3 separate regions of the Mus musculus genome follow, and regions 2 and 3 are each linked to region 1. A link is a contact called in public HiChIP or PLAC-seq and capture Hi-C data. All regions are on one chromosome and are shown on one strand. The core of a region is the stretch at or near the end of the contact, and the rest is flanking DNA. Distances in the headings are between cores, read along the strand shown.

The links. HiChIP or PLAC-seq counts read pairs in DNA pulled down with a chosen protein or histone mark. Capture Hi-C pulls out chosen DNA fragments and counts their contacts.
Region 2: a contact with region 1 is called in a capture Hi-C map of embryonic stem cells, with 3 times the contacts expected there. The contact joins two enhancer-like sites. A contact is called at or near these places in 1 of 15 datasets of contacts at CTCF or cohesin (the NIH/3T3 cell line), 1 of 484 Hi-C or Micro-C datasets (bone marrow-derived macrophages), 9 of 115 datasets of contacts at active chromatin or transcription factors (acute myeloid leukemia, a beta-TC-6 cell line, craniofacial prominence and 4 more) and 1 of 9 other capture datasets (embryonic stem cells).
Region 3: a contact with region 1 is called in an H3K27ac HiChIP or PLAC-seq map of embryonic stem cells, with 5 read pairs. The contact joins two enhancer-like sites. A contact is called at or near these places in 2 of 484 Hi-C or Micro-C datasets (bone marrow-derived macrophages and nephron progenitors), 3 of 115 datasets of contacts at active chromatin or transcription factors (all in embryonic stem cells) and 1 of 9 other capture datasets (embryonic stem cells).

What each region holds. Positions count from the first base shown.
Region 1 is chr11:22,898,646-22,902,445 of GRCm38.p6, forward strand. Commd1 (COMM domain containing 1) reads right to left here. Exons shown (of 3, transcript NM_144514.2): 3 at 1,083-1,412. The coding sequence ends at 1,305. Among named protein-coding and RNA genes, the nearest start is that of Gm24917, 32 kb to the left of the region's middle. Within about 2 kb of position 1,591, at least 7 of the 459 cell types and tissues checked have an H3K27ac peak or open chromatin away from gene starts, as enhancers often do. A contact at or near this core is called in embryonic stem cells, where this site is marked.
Region 2 is chr11:22,645,754-22,649,553 of GRCm38.p6, forward strand. No RefSeq gene overlaps it. Among named protein-coding and RNA genes, the nearest start is that of Gm40816, 6.4 kb to the right of the region's middle. Within about 2 kb of position 1,853, at least 17 of the 459 cell types and tissues checked have an H3K27ac peak or open chromatin away from gene starts, as enhancers often do. A contact at or near this core is called in embryonic stem cells, where this site is marked.
Region 3 is chr11:22,742,187-22,745,986 of GRCm38.p6, forward strand. No RefSeq gene overlaps it. Among named protein-coding and RNA genes, the nearest start is that of Gm40816, 90 kb to the left of the region's middle. Within about 2 kb of position 1,850, at least 9 of the 459 cell types and tissues checked have an H3K27ac peak or open chromatin away from gene starts, as enhancers often do. A contact at or near this core is called in embryonic stem cells, where this site is marked.

The DNA.
Region 1 (3,800 bases), core at 341-2,840:
GACTGAACCCTCCAAATTGGTGAGCCAAGATGAACCTGTTTCCTCAACTGGTGATGCTCCAAGCATTGTGTCTCAACAAAGGAAAGTCCATTAAAATACTTCTACTCAAACAGTTTTCATTACATTAGTCCCTCTCTCTTACTCTGGGTAGACATGCATATTTGCATGTCCTTGCGTACATCTGTGGTCTGGTGCACATGCATGTGGAGGCCAGAAGTTGATGTTGGGTTTCTTTCTTGTGCGTGCGTGCACACCCTGTGAGAAAATCACTTGCTGCCATCATGTATGACAATCAGAGTTCAAGCCCTAGAACCCACATTATGGAAGGAGAGAATGAAATTTCCTTGTCTTCTGCCTTCTACAGGCATTCTGTAGCATGTGTGTTCTATCCCACATACATACATACACATACAAACTAAGAATGTAATTTTTAAAAAGCTTGAGTATCCCTAGTCTGATTAAACCCAACCTCTAGATTTATACCACACCTATTCAACTCCATCAGCTGGTCCCAGGAGAATCTCACTAGATTCCAGTTTAATCTTGTTCAGGTAGGCAGGTTCTACTACACTGCAGCTTAGAGCACACACTGGTGAGCACTATCTACACGACTGTAATGCCTTCCTCACTTTCTGAGGGTGAATATCCAGAATATTATATGATACACAATGTGTCCTGTGTGGATGACTAACAGCTCTCCCAAGAACAAACAACAGCTGGAAAGAATTCTAAAGTGTCAATTCTGTTGACCCTGAGGCTCTGAGGTGAACCTGCCTCACCTCCTTGCACACTAAATGAGTGCTTACCCTCCAGCCTCCTGTTTAATTTCACTTTTTGTTTGTTTTTACTTATTTGAGACAGGGTTACTTTAGGTAAACCTGACTGAACTGGAACTCAGAGATCTGCCTGCATCTGCCTCCCAAGTGCTGGGATTAATAAAAGTGTGTGTACCACCACTTGGCAAATTTCAGTATGTTTTTATAAATGTCCCTCATAATCTTTATGCATGCTAAAATATGAGACCCTCTCCAGTGGAACAGATGGGAAAATAAAGAACCCAACAAGCAGAGACAAGCAAGATTGGACTTTGAGAGGTTTCTCTTTTTTACCCACTTTTTAAAATATATTTTTATTTATTCTTGAAGACTTTCATGCATGTATACAATGTCTTTTGGTAACACCAGTGGGCAAACAGGACTTTCAAAGGGTCAGTGGAGAAAGTCTGTGAGCAGCTTCACTTCAAACGCCCCTTCCTCCAGCCTTCAGTTAGGCTGCCTGCATCAGCCTATTGATACTCTCTTCAGTTAGGCTGCCTGCATCAGCCTGTTGATACTCTCTTCTACCTCTGACAGCTTCTTCAGGATTTGCTTGACTTTAACTTCATCAAATTCCAGACACAAAAATTCAGATTCCTGTAAAACACAAAAAGATGTTTAAGGAAAAACCTGCAAGACAGCAGTAGTGGTTTGAATGAAAATGGCCCCTAGGCACATACATTTGCATCCAGATGATGAGCAGGATGGGAAGGACTAGGAGTGGCCTTGCTGGAGGAAGTGTGTCACTGGAAATGGGCGTCAAGGTTTCAAAAGCCCAAGACCAATCTCCTTCCTCCACACCCCCTCTCTGCCTGCTGATCAGGATATAAAGCTCTCAGCTACTGCTCCAGCACCATGCCTGCTTGCTTCCTGCCGTGATGATCATGAACTAACCCTCTAAAACTGTACTTAAGCCCCCAAATGTAATGCTTTGGTAATAGTGTCTCCTCACAGTGACACAACAGTGACTAAGACTCGAGCTCTAGCTAAGGTTCTTTATCTGGCATGAGCAAGGTGCAGAGGCCCAGGGCCTAGCACAGCAAACCAGACTCCAGGCCTTTAAGCCTGTGTGATATTTTACCATACAAAGCATATCCACAGTATCCACAATAAAACACAAGCGTAAACAGAGACAGATGCCCTTGTTCTCATTATGAGAGGCTCTTCTGTCTGGCAGCTCAATTGACATGGTATAAATTTAAGGTAGGTACCTAGGTATTGCTACTTTGTGGATGAGAACTCTGAGGTCAGGAAAGGTTAACTTCCATCTAGAAATCTTTTAAATGACACAAGTCAGATAATTGAATTCTCAGCTCTGGCTGGCTTCAAAGTCAGTGCTGTCCCTACTTATATAATAATAAAAGAATTGTGATTTGTCTCTAGTTATCCTGGGCCATCTGCAACTCAGGCTAAAAAGAAATTGTGATAGGTTCACTGGGAAGTTTTAGATAGAAAACTATAAAGGATGACCAGATTTTGAAGTAGTAATAGATATTTCTCAGGTCCTTCTCCACGCAGTAAGACCTCTCTCACAAGATCTCCCTCCAATAAAGTCCCTTCAGTCACTCAGGATTGGTGAGCCAATCTAGGTAGTATCAAAAAGTAGGGTCTTTGATGTTTGTGTGGCAGAAATCTCACATGGCCCAGGTAACCCTAACTCTATATGGCCTTAAACGAGAAGAGCAAATCCAAGATAGTCTTTCCTACCTCATGAACAGTAACTTTAGACTAACATAAATGCTTACAGGTCTTACTTTCTAGAATATGAAATTAAGTTCTAGGTATGTCAAGGGACATGCCTAATGGCCTCTTGTCTGTTACAGGCAGAATCACAGGATTAATATTCTTATCTGTACATTTTCCTCTCTAAACATTAAAAGGGATCAAAATATCCTACCCCAAGAGTCTCTACTCTGATAAACGGATTGTTCTGAATTGAAGGTAACTGAGAATCATGGGATCCCTTGCTGGAGCTGCTTCTATCTGATTAAAGCAAAAACCTTCTGAGAAACGAGGAGCATGGGAGGAGACACAGTTGGCATAAAGTACAGGAACTCACTGACTAACCCTTGTCTACTGCTGTTCTTCTTGTCACTAACTGCTCCTAGGAGCCTCACTTATTGCTTTTCATAAAAAAGGTGTATAACCTTTTCAAGCCTGTGAGTTTTCAGTTTCAGTTTTCAGGTGTATGTGTGTGTGTGTGAGTGTGTGAGTGTGTGTGTGTGTATGTGTGTGTGTGTGTATGCACACACACATGTACAAACACATATGAAAGCCAGAGGTCAACCTGTGCTGTTGGTCCTCAGACATTTACCTTGGCTTTTGAGACAAAAATCTCTTAGTGGCAGGAGCTCACTGAGGGCAGGGCTGGTCTTCTGTCTTTCCAGCATGGTGATGACAAGCTTATGCTAACACACTTGGCTGTCTCAGGTGGGTTCCTCAGATTGAACTCAAGCCTTTCCATGCACTTTACTGACTAAACCATCCCCTAATCCCATAACTGTGACTCCCCCCACCCCCACAGGGCTTCATTCTCTGTGAAGTTCTAGCTTGCCTAGAACTTGTTATATAGACCAGGCTGGCCTCAAACTTAGAGTGATCTGAGTGCCTCTACCTCCTGAATGATGGGGGCAAAGGTGTGAACCACCACATCTGGCCTTTAAATTGATTTTTAACTGATAATGAAAACATTAAAAAGTTTAGATTTATTGGGTACCATGGGATATTTTGAAACTTGCATACACTGTCTAATGCTTAAATCAAGTCAAACATATCTATCTCATTTTTAAATGGTGAAAACACCAGTTCTTTCTTCTAGCCGTTGGAAATTGCAATGTATTGTCTATAGACATTTAACTGTGAAAGATCTTGCTCCCACCTATAACTTGGGACCCATTGGTTAAACTCCCCCTTCCATCCTCTCCAGCCTCTGGGTCACTGACACCCTGCTCTCACCTTCTGTGAAATCAACTGTTTGGGTGCTCA
Region 2 (3,800 bases), core at 603-3,102, 250 kb before region 1:
GTGTGTGTGTGTGTGTGTGTGTGTGTGTGTGTGTGTGTACCATAAAGAATGTATGGAGGTCAGAGGTCAAATTTCAGAACCTGGTTCTCTCTTTCCATCTTGGGATCAAACTCCTATTGTTTCAAGCTTGTATGAAAGCATCCTACAAGCTGAGCCGTCTAGCTGGACCCCATAGTAAGAAATGTTAATGTCCCTTCCTCATTGCAGCTAGTATTCATCTGCATGGTAACAGAAACCCAAATACAGAAGGTGAGTCTGAAGAGTCTCTCCTGCACCACAGGAAGTCTAGCAGGAGGCCTCCAGGGGAGGGCTGCAGAGGACAACAGGGGCTCAGACTCCTAGAGCGAGCGGTGCTCTCCTTAGTCTCTTTTCACCAGATGGCTGCTATGTTCCCAAGCATTCATTTTGCATTCTAGGCACAAGCAAAATGCTGAAAGAACTCACATGCAACAGCATTTCAGGAAACGCCACCCAATATCCTCCTCCCTTTCAGGTCTTGTTAGGCCTCAGCTATGCCTTATGGCCACTCATGGCTGTAAGATGTTTGCTTATTTGGTTTTAGCTGAGTGCATATCCATCCTGCACAAAATTAGAAACCGCCTGACTATAAGAGGTAACTGAGCAGCCCCTCCCCCCACAGGTCAGTAAGCTAACGCTGTGGCTCGATGCCTCCTGCCGCCTACCACCTTCCTATGGAAGCCCTCCCTAATCCTCATGTGATGCCATTTGGAGATGGGGCCTTTTAGAGGAAACTGGGTTTACTTGGGGACACATGGGTAGGATTCTCATGTTGGGTTTGGTGGCATTATTAAGAGGAAAAGAAAGAGATCTTTCTTTATGAGCGTGCCACATAAACATGCATAGCAAGAAAGTAGCTGTTGATAAGCCAGGAAGAAGGACCCTCCACAACCCCACAAAGCCAGAAAGTGGGATCCTCCACAACCCCACAAGCCAGGAAGTGGAACCCTCAACAACCCCACAAGCCAGGAAGTGGGATCCTCCACAACCCCACAAGCCAGGAAGTGAGACCCTATACAAACCTCACAAGTCAGAAAGTGAGGCCCTACACAAACCCCCAAGCCAGGAGGTGGGACTCTACACAAATTCCCACATCAGCCAGCACCTTAACATTGGTCTTCACACCCTGTAAAAACCAGGGAGAAATAAATGTCCATTGTTCAACCCCATCTTTGCCTACATGTTAGAGCAGACTAAGAAAAATCAGCCAGGAACAACCTCCATCCCCCCAACTGTAAGGTTATGGGTCCCGCATCTGCTCTGCTACAGGGCTCTGCCACTCGGGAAGGCAGGACGCAGAGAGTTGACCACGCTTACCCCGCCCTGTCATCAGGCGGGTGTCAGGCTGTAAGGAAGCCCCGAACACCATTCCGGGGGGCAGGGAAGCACAACCTGAGGTGCGGGACAGCTGGATCTGGTCTGGGGTTCCCTAGGCCTTTGACTAGGCCGGGCGGTCTGGTTCTCAGACTCTCGGACATCCAGGGGCCGCTGGGAGCCTTGGAAGAGCTGAGGACTGAGTGGAGGCCTGCAGGCTGGATCTAGCCCTGGGGACAGGGGAAGAAGTGGGGTGGGGATGGTGGCCGTGGCTGGGAGCACAGAGAGACCTTCTACAGGAGGTTAGACTGTAGCTCTATAGACAAAGGTCTCCATGGGTCCCCATGGCAGATCCCAGTGAAAAGGGACAGTCCATGTTTTTAAGATATTTATTGTCATGGTGGAAAGTGGGTGAATAAAACCAAACCCCACTTCTCAGGGCGGGCCTGAGGTTCAATACCTTTTGCAGGGAGGAGTGTCTGGGAAGGGAAGCTTATCTGGCTAATGCCTCCAGGTAGTTATCTCATTAGTATGGAGATCTGTCTTAAGCCCATGTGACCACAGGTCACACCCTCTACATATGGAGGGGCTTGGGGTGTTGCCCTTGCATGTCTGATGGCCACAAATCTATGGGAGAGTTGAGGCTAGTGACAGGGGCCTGGTGCCTGGAACAGGTGAAGCACCTATCGGCCCTTCAGGGTCTCCGGGGTTTCAAGCCTTAGCTCAACGGGGGAACCAAGCTACCTTTCACGGTCCCACCCCCAGCCACCCCTACAGCTCCCCAAAACAGTGAGAGGCAGTGAAGTTGAGATATGCAGAATAATGTAGAAGCAGAAGTCCAGCCCAGGCAGTGCAGTGGTTGCTGCGGCTGCCTTGAGTATGGCGTGGGGAAGGTTGACTTGATCTAAATGTTCCATCCCTTGATGAATGCTCACTTTGTAGGAGGTGGGGTTACATGTCCAGTCCACTGTGGTCGCTATTCACGCGGACGTTCCGGAGGCCATGGCAGTGTGTTCTAACCATCGTTATTTTCTGAGTAAACTTCTCTGCTCTGGATTTCCCTCCCAGATCACTTGTTGATTCAATGAGTGCTTTTAAATTTCCAAGTAGCTGGTTTATTTTTGTTTTGTTGTGATTTTATTCCACATCCTATGTTCCTCGGAGAATGTAGCACACTATGTCCCCTTTTAGAACTGACCGTAATTATGTTAGCGACTTAGCAAGTAATATGTGAGACCATGGGGTTCACTGCCATGCACCAATGAAACTTTCACGTATGTAAGGTAGCCACCCATTCTGTCTCTAAAGTGCTCTTTGAGGCTGGGACAGGCTTAGAGGCCAAAGCAGAAACTGCGAAGAATCTATAGGGGGTGGAGTGAGCTGGGGTGGGGCTCATGTGTTTGAGTTAATCACTACCATGGTTGGCCAGAGAGGGGAACAACCTGGGCAAAGTTCTGGAGAAGCAGTGAACAGGAACTAGAAGGTCAAATGTTGGTGCATTTTAGAGGGTGGCCAGAGAGGAGCCAAGAAAACAAATTCTTGTTTGATTAAATCTATACATTTCTATGAATCGTTTCCAAACTTTGAAAGGAATGGCCTGTCAAACAGTTCATTCTAAAATGTAAATTATGCCTTGACCCTATAGATTAATATCAGGAATACACAAATAAAGAATATTCTAAGCTGGGCAGTGGTGGCACATGCCTTTAATCCCAGCACTTGGGAGTCAGAGGCAGGCAGATTTCTGAGTTTGAGGCCAGCCTGGTCTACAGCATGAGTTCCAGGATAGCCAGGGCTACACAGAGAAACCCTGTGTCAGAAAAAAAAAAAAGAAAGAAAAAGAAAAAAAAGAAGAATATTCCAAGCCACATGTTCTCCATAAAGAGATAACGCTTCCAAGGAGTCAAATTTGGCTTTTGAAGGGGCTAAAACACTCAAGGTGTATAGAAAGGGAAGCTGCACACATAGCACACAGATACAATGTAGCATCTCTGAGTTGCTAAAACTAAATGGAGAGATGGCTCCACAATCAAGAGCACTTACCACTCTTACAGTGCACCTGGGCTCAGTTCTCAGCACCCAACTGACAGCTTTGGCTTCAGGGGATCCAGAGCCCTCCTCTTCGAGCTTCCAAGGATATGTGCAGGCACACATGCTTGCTCACACACACACACACACACATATATGTGTGTGTGTACATATATATGTATATGGAGAGAGAGAGAGAGAGAGAGAGAGAGAGAGAGAGAGAGAGAGAGAGAGAGAGAGAGAGAGAGAGAAACTAAATTGAGGAACAACTGAGAAAAAAGACCTATTGGGGAGCTGGTTGTGTGGTACATACCTGTAATTCCAGTGGGAAGATTAGGAGTTCAAGACCAACCTCAGCTACATAATTATTTTAATGTCAGGTTATATGAGATCCTTTCTCAAAAATACCAGGGGGCAGGAGGGGGAGAAAAAGAAAAAAA
Region 3 (3,800 bases), core at 600-3,099, 160 kb before region 1:
GATTCCCAGAGAGGATTCCCACAATGGTGATCCTTGTGGTGGCCCCCTTTTTAGACACATAAGAGCCGCTCACACAAAGCCCCTGCCTGCATCCGGCCTCCTAAGTGTCCCAGTTCAAGGGAATCAACACACCAGACTGGCATGTTTGGGATGGAGTTTCCTTCACGCATCCATCCGCTGAGAGGCCGTTCTTATTTCCAATTGGGGATTGCATAAGGATTAAGTAGGATAATGAATGCTTTCAAACCTGCTTTGCAGGAATTAAAGCATTACACAAATACTATCTTAGGCCCATAGAAGAAGACAGGGGTGTTCTGTGTAGGGTAATATTTTCAGAGTGCAGCTCACAAGCTAGCAGTAACAGCCATGAAAAAGGGAAATATCAGTGGACATAAGGAAGGAAAAGGGTAAAACCAGTCTCTGTACTTGTCTATGTCCTCAGCCGGGTTCGACCCCTAGAAAAATGACAGGGGGAAAAAAGGAACAAGCCAAAAGTTTCTAGATTAAACAAACAACAAACAAACAAAAAATTAAGTCAGGCATGGTGGTATACACTTGTAATCCCAGCCCTGGGTGATGCAGAGACAGGTGGAGATAGCCAGCTGAGCCAATTTGACAAGTTTTGAGCTAGTGAGAGGCTCTACAACAAACACCAACAGCAAAAAATGGATGTCACCTGAGGAGAGACAGCTGAGGTTGGCCTCTAACCTCCACATGCGCCCACGCATGAGCACACACACACATATACATATATATAATTTGGGGGCGGGGGGAGTTGGTTTAGTTAGTTAGAATTGTGGTTTTAAAATAGCCTTTCTGTATATCCCTGGCTGTCCTGGAACTCACTAAGTAAAACAGGCTGACCCCAAACTCACAGAGATCTACCTGCCTCTGTCTCCCCAGTACTGGGATCACAACCACCCATTCCCCTCCCTCATATATGTGTGTGTGTGTATGTGTGTGAATATATTATTATACTTTATAATATATAAAATAACACTATATTTTGTAATATATACTAATCTATAATGTATAGTGTATAATAATATATTAATACACACACACACATATATATAGCCTATTAATTCAGATTGTCCTTGAACTCCTAAACTCAAGCCCATCCTCTTGCCTTAGCCTCCAGAGTAGTTAGGGCTCAGTTACAGGTCACTCACCCAGACACTGATCACTACACACACACACACACACACACACACACACACACTCAAGCTTAATGTGATTTAGGTCTACAATCCCACTTTCAGGACCCTGAGACACAAGGATCCCATGTTCAAGGCCAGCTTGAGTTCTATGGAAGAAGAGTGCTCCTTCCTTAAGGTTCCTCTCAGTCTTGGGAGTTCTTTCTCGATTTTCCTTAACAGGTCCTAATAAAAGTTAATAATGAAAAACATGCAGGAGCTCATGGGATACAAAAGAACCAAGAGGCTAAAGCTTCAGTCAGCAGCACCTCAGGGAAACAGAGATGGGCTTGGAGAGGCGGGCCATGGAGGAGCCTGGACGCCCGAATGCCCAGATGCCCGGACGCTGCAGTGAGCCAGGGCTGGCAAGGTTTGCTGTGTAGACTCAAATGTCACTCAGGGTTTCCCACTAACCTAGAGGACTGCCTTTTTTGGTAGGCTGCTGGCCAGTGAGTTCTCAGGAGTCACCCTAGATGTGCACCCACATCCATCCTGCTGCCTAACACTGGGATTAAAGATACACAGAGCCATTTTTGGCTTGTTTGCTTTTGTTTGTTTATAGAAAGACTTGGTCTCACTAAGTAGCACTGTTTGTCCTTACTTATGTAAATAAGTAAGATTTGCCTTAAACTCTGAGAGATCCACTGATCTCTGCCTCCAGGCACTAGGTTAAAAGCATGTGCCTCCCCATCCCCCACCCCCACCTCTGATCACACCCAGCCTCCTATTCATGTGCTATAGAATTCAAATCAGGCCCTCACACTCAGGTGCTCTTCTCTGAGCTGGCTCCCCAACCTTTCTTCCTGGTCTTAGCAAAACCAAAGACTGGCTTATTTATAATCAAGAGAAATCTATTTGGCTTTTGATCCTGAGGCTGAAAGTCCACAGAAGTCCAAGATGAAAGGCCATCTCTAGTCAGGACCTTTCTTCTGTGTCATGGCATGGCAATTACACCACCCAACAAGAGTGTGGGGGAGAGAGATCAGCACCAACTAGAAGACTGAGTTGGAAGCCCCATAGCCTTTTAAATCCATGTTCATCAATTTCCATTATCAAGGAATTAAGTTTCCGACATATGCTTTCTTGAGGATATATTCAAACCATATAGCAATGATGGTAGATGGGCGCCAGGATTCCTTGGAGATATCTAGGAAAGGTTGAAACTTCTGACCTTGGGAAAGGCTGTTTTCTTTGAATATTTAAGTGAACTTCAGCTGGAGAAATGTTCAGCAGTTAAGAACACTGGCTACTCTCCTAGAGGAACCAGGTTCAATTCCCAGCATCTACATGACAGCTTACAACTATTCATAATTCTAGATCCAAAAAATCAAATACCCTCTTCTGGCCTCTATGGACACCAAGCACACATAGGGTACACAGACATGCATGTGAAAAAACACTCATATACATAAAATTATAATTATATATACATAGTGCGTGTATATATAATATTTATTTATTTGTTTATTTATTTATGTTTTTTTATTGTTTTGAGACAGGCTGTCCTGGAACTCACTCTGTTGACCAGGCTAGCCTCAAACTCAGAGATCTGGCTGCCTCTCCCTCTCAGGTGCTGGGTTTAAAGGCATGTGCTACATTGCCCAGCTGGATAAAATAAATTTTTAAAAAGAAAATTAGGAAGGTGAAAACACATAACTTTAAACATTTTAATTAATTTAATTCATTTTCTTGAAGACAGAGTCTCTCTATTCTGTAGCCCTGGATATCCTGAAACTTGCTACTTTCCCTCTGTAGACCACGCTGGCCTTGAACTCACAGAGATCTGACTGTTGTCATGGTGGTGATGGTGTGACACATGTCTGTGAGTGCAGGCAGACAAGCCATGGTGCACATGTGGAGGTCAGAGGACAACTTTTGGGAATCTGTTCTTGTCTTCCACCGTGAATTTCTGGCTCTCACAAACACTTTTACCCACTGAGCCACCTCACTGGCTCTGACCAGGAAGAGAGACTCACCTAGGCTATGACCCCCCAGTACCACATGTCATGGTTACTACCACAGTCTCCTTCAGGTCCCCAACCAGCAGAACAGTAGCCCCAGCCCCAGAGTGCCTATGTCCTAATTGAGAACTGTAAATGGGTTATAGTGCTGCAAAGGGGAATTAAGGCTGCTAATCAACTGACCTTCAACAGGAGATTATCCTGGATTATCCAGATGGGTTCACAGTAATCACCACAGTCCTTAAGTGCAGAACAGAAGAGGGGACAAAAGGGGAGTTAGTGATGAGGTGTGAAGTGACCTAGATCAGCCAAAACTCAAGGGAGTCCAGAGGCTGAACATGCCCTAGCCTCCAGAAGGGTGTAGCCCTGCAGACACTTAAGTTTTAGCCCAATCACACACACACACACACACACACACACACACACACACACACGCACGCACACTTGATTGTACACATACATACAGATACACACATGTTGCGTGTACTTTTTTAAATGCACACTTGCTCTGGCAAGGTTCTGCAATTAGCACCTGCTCGCCTGCCGTCCAGCCAGCCCCCATGGGCTTTCCCGAGATCTGGCTATGCTCTGAGCACCTCCTGTTCCTCCTTGCCCAGTGCTGGCAACAGTCATCGCACCCAGC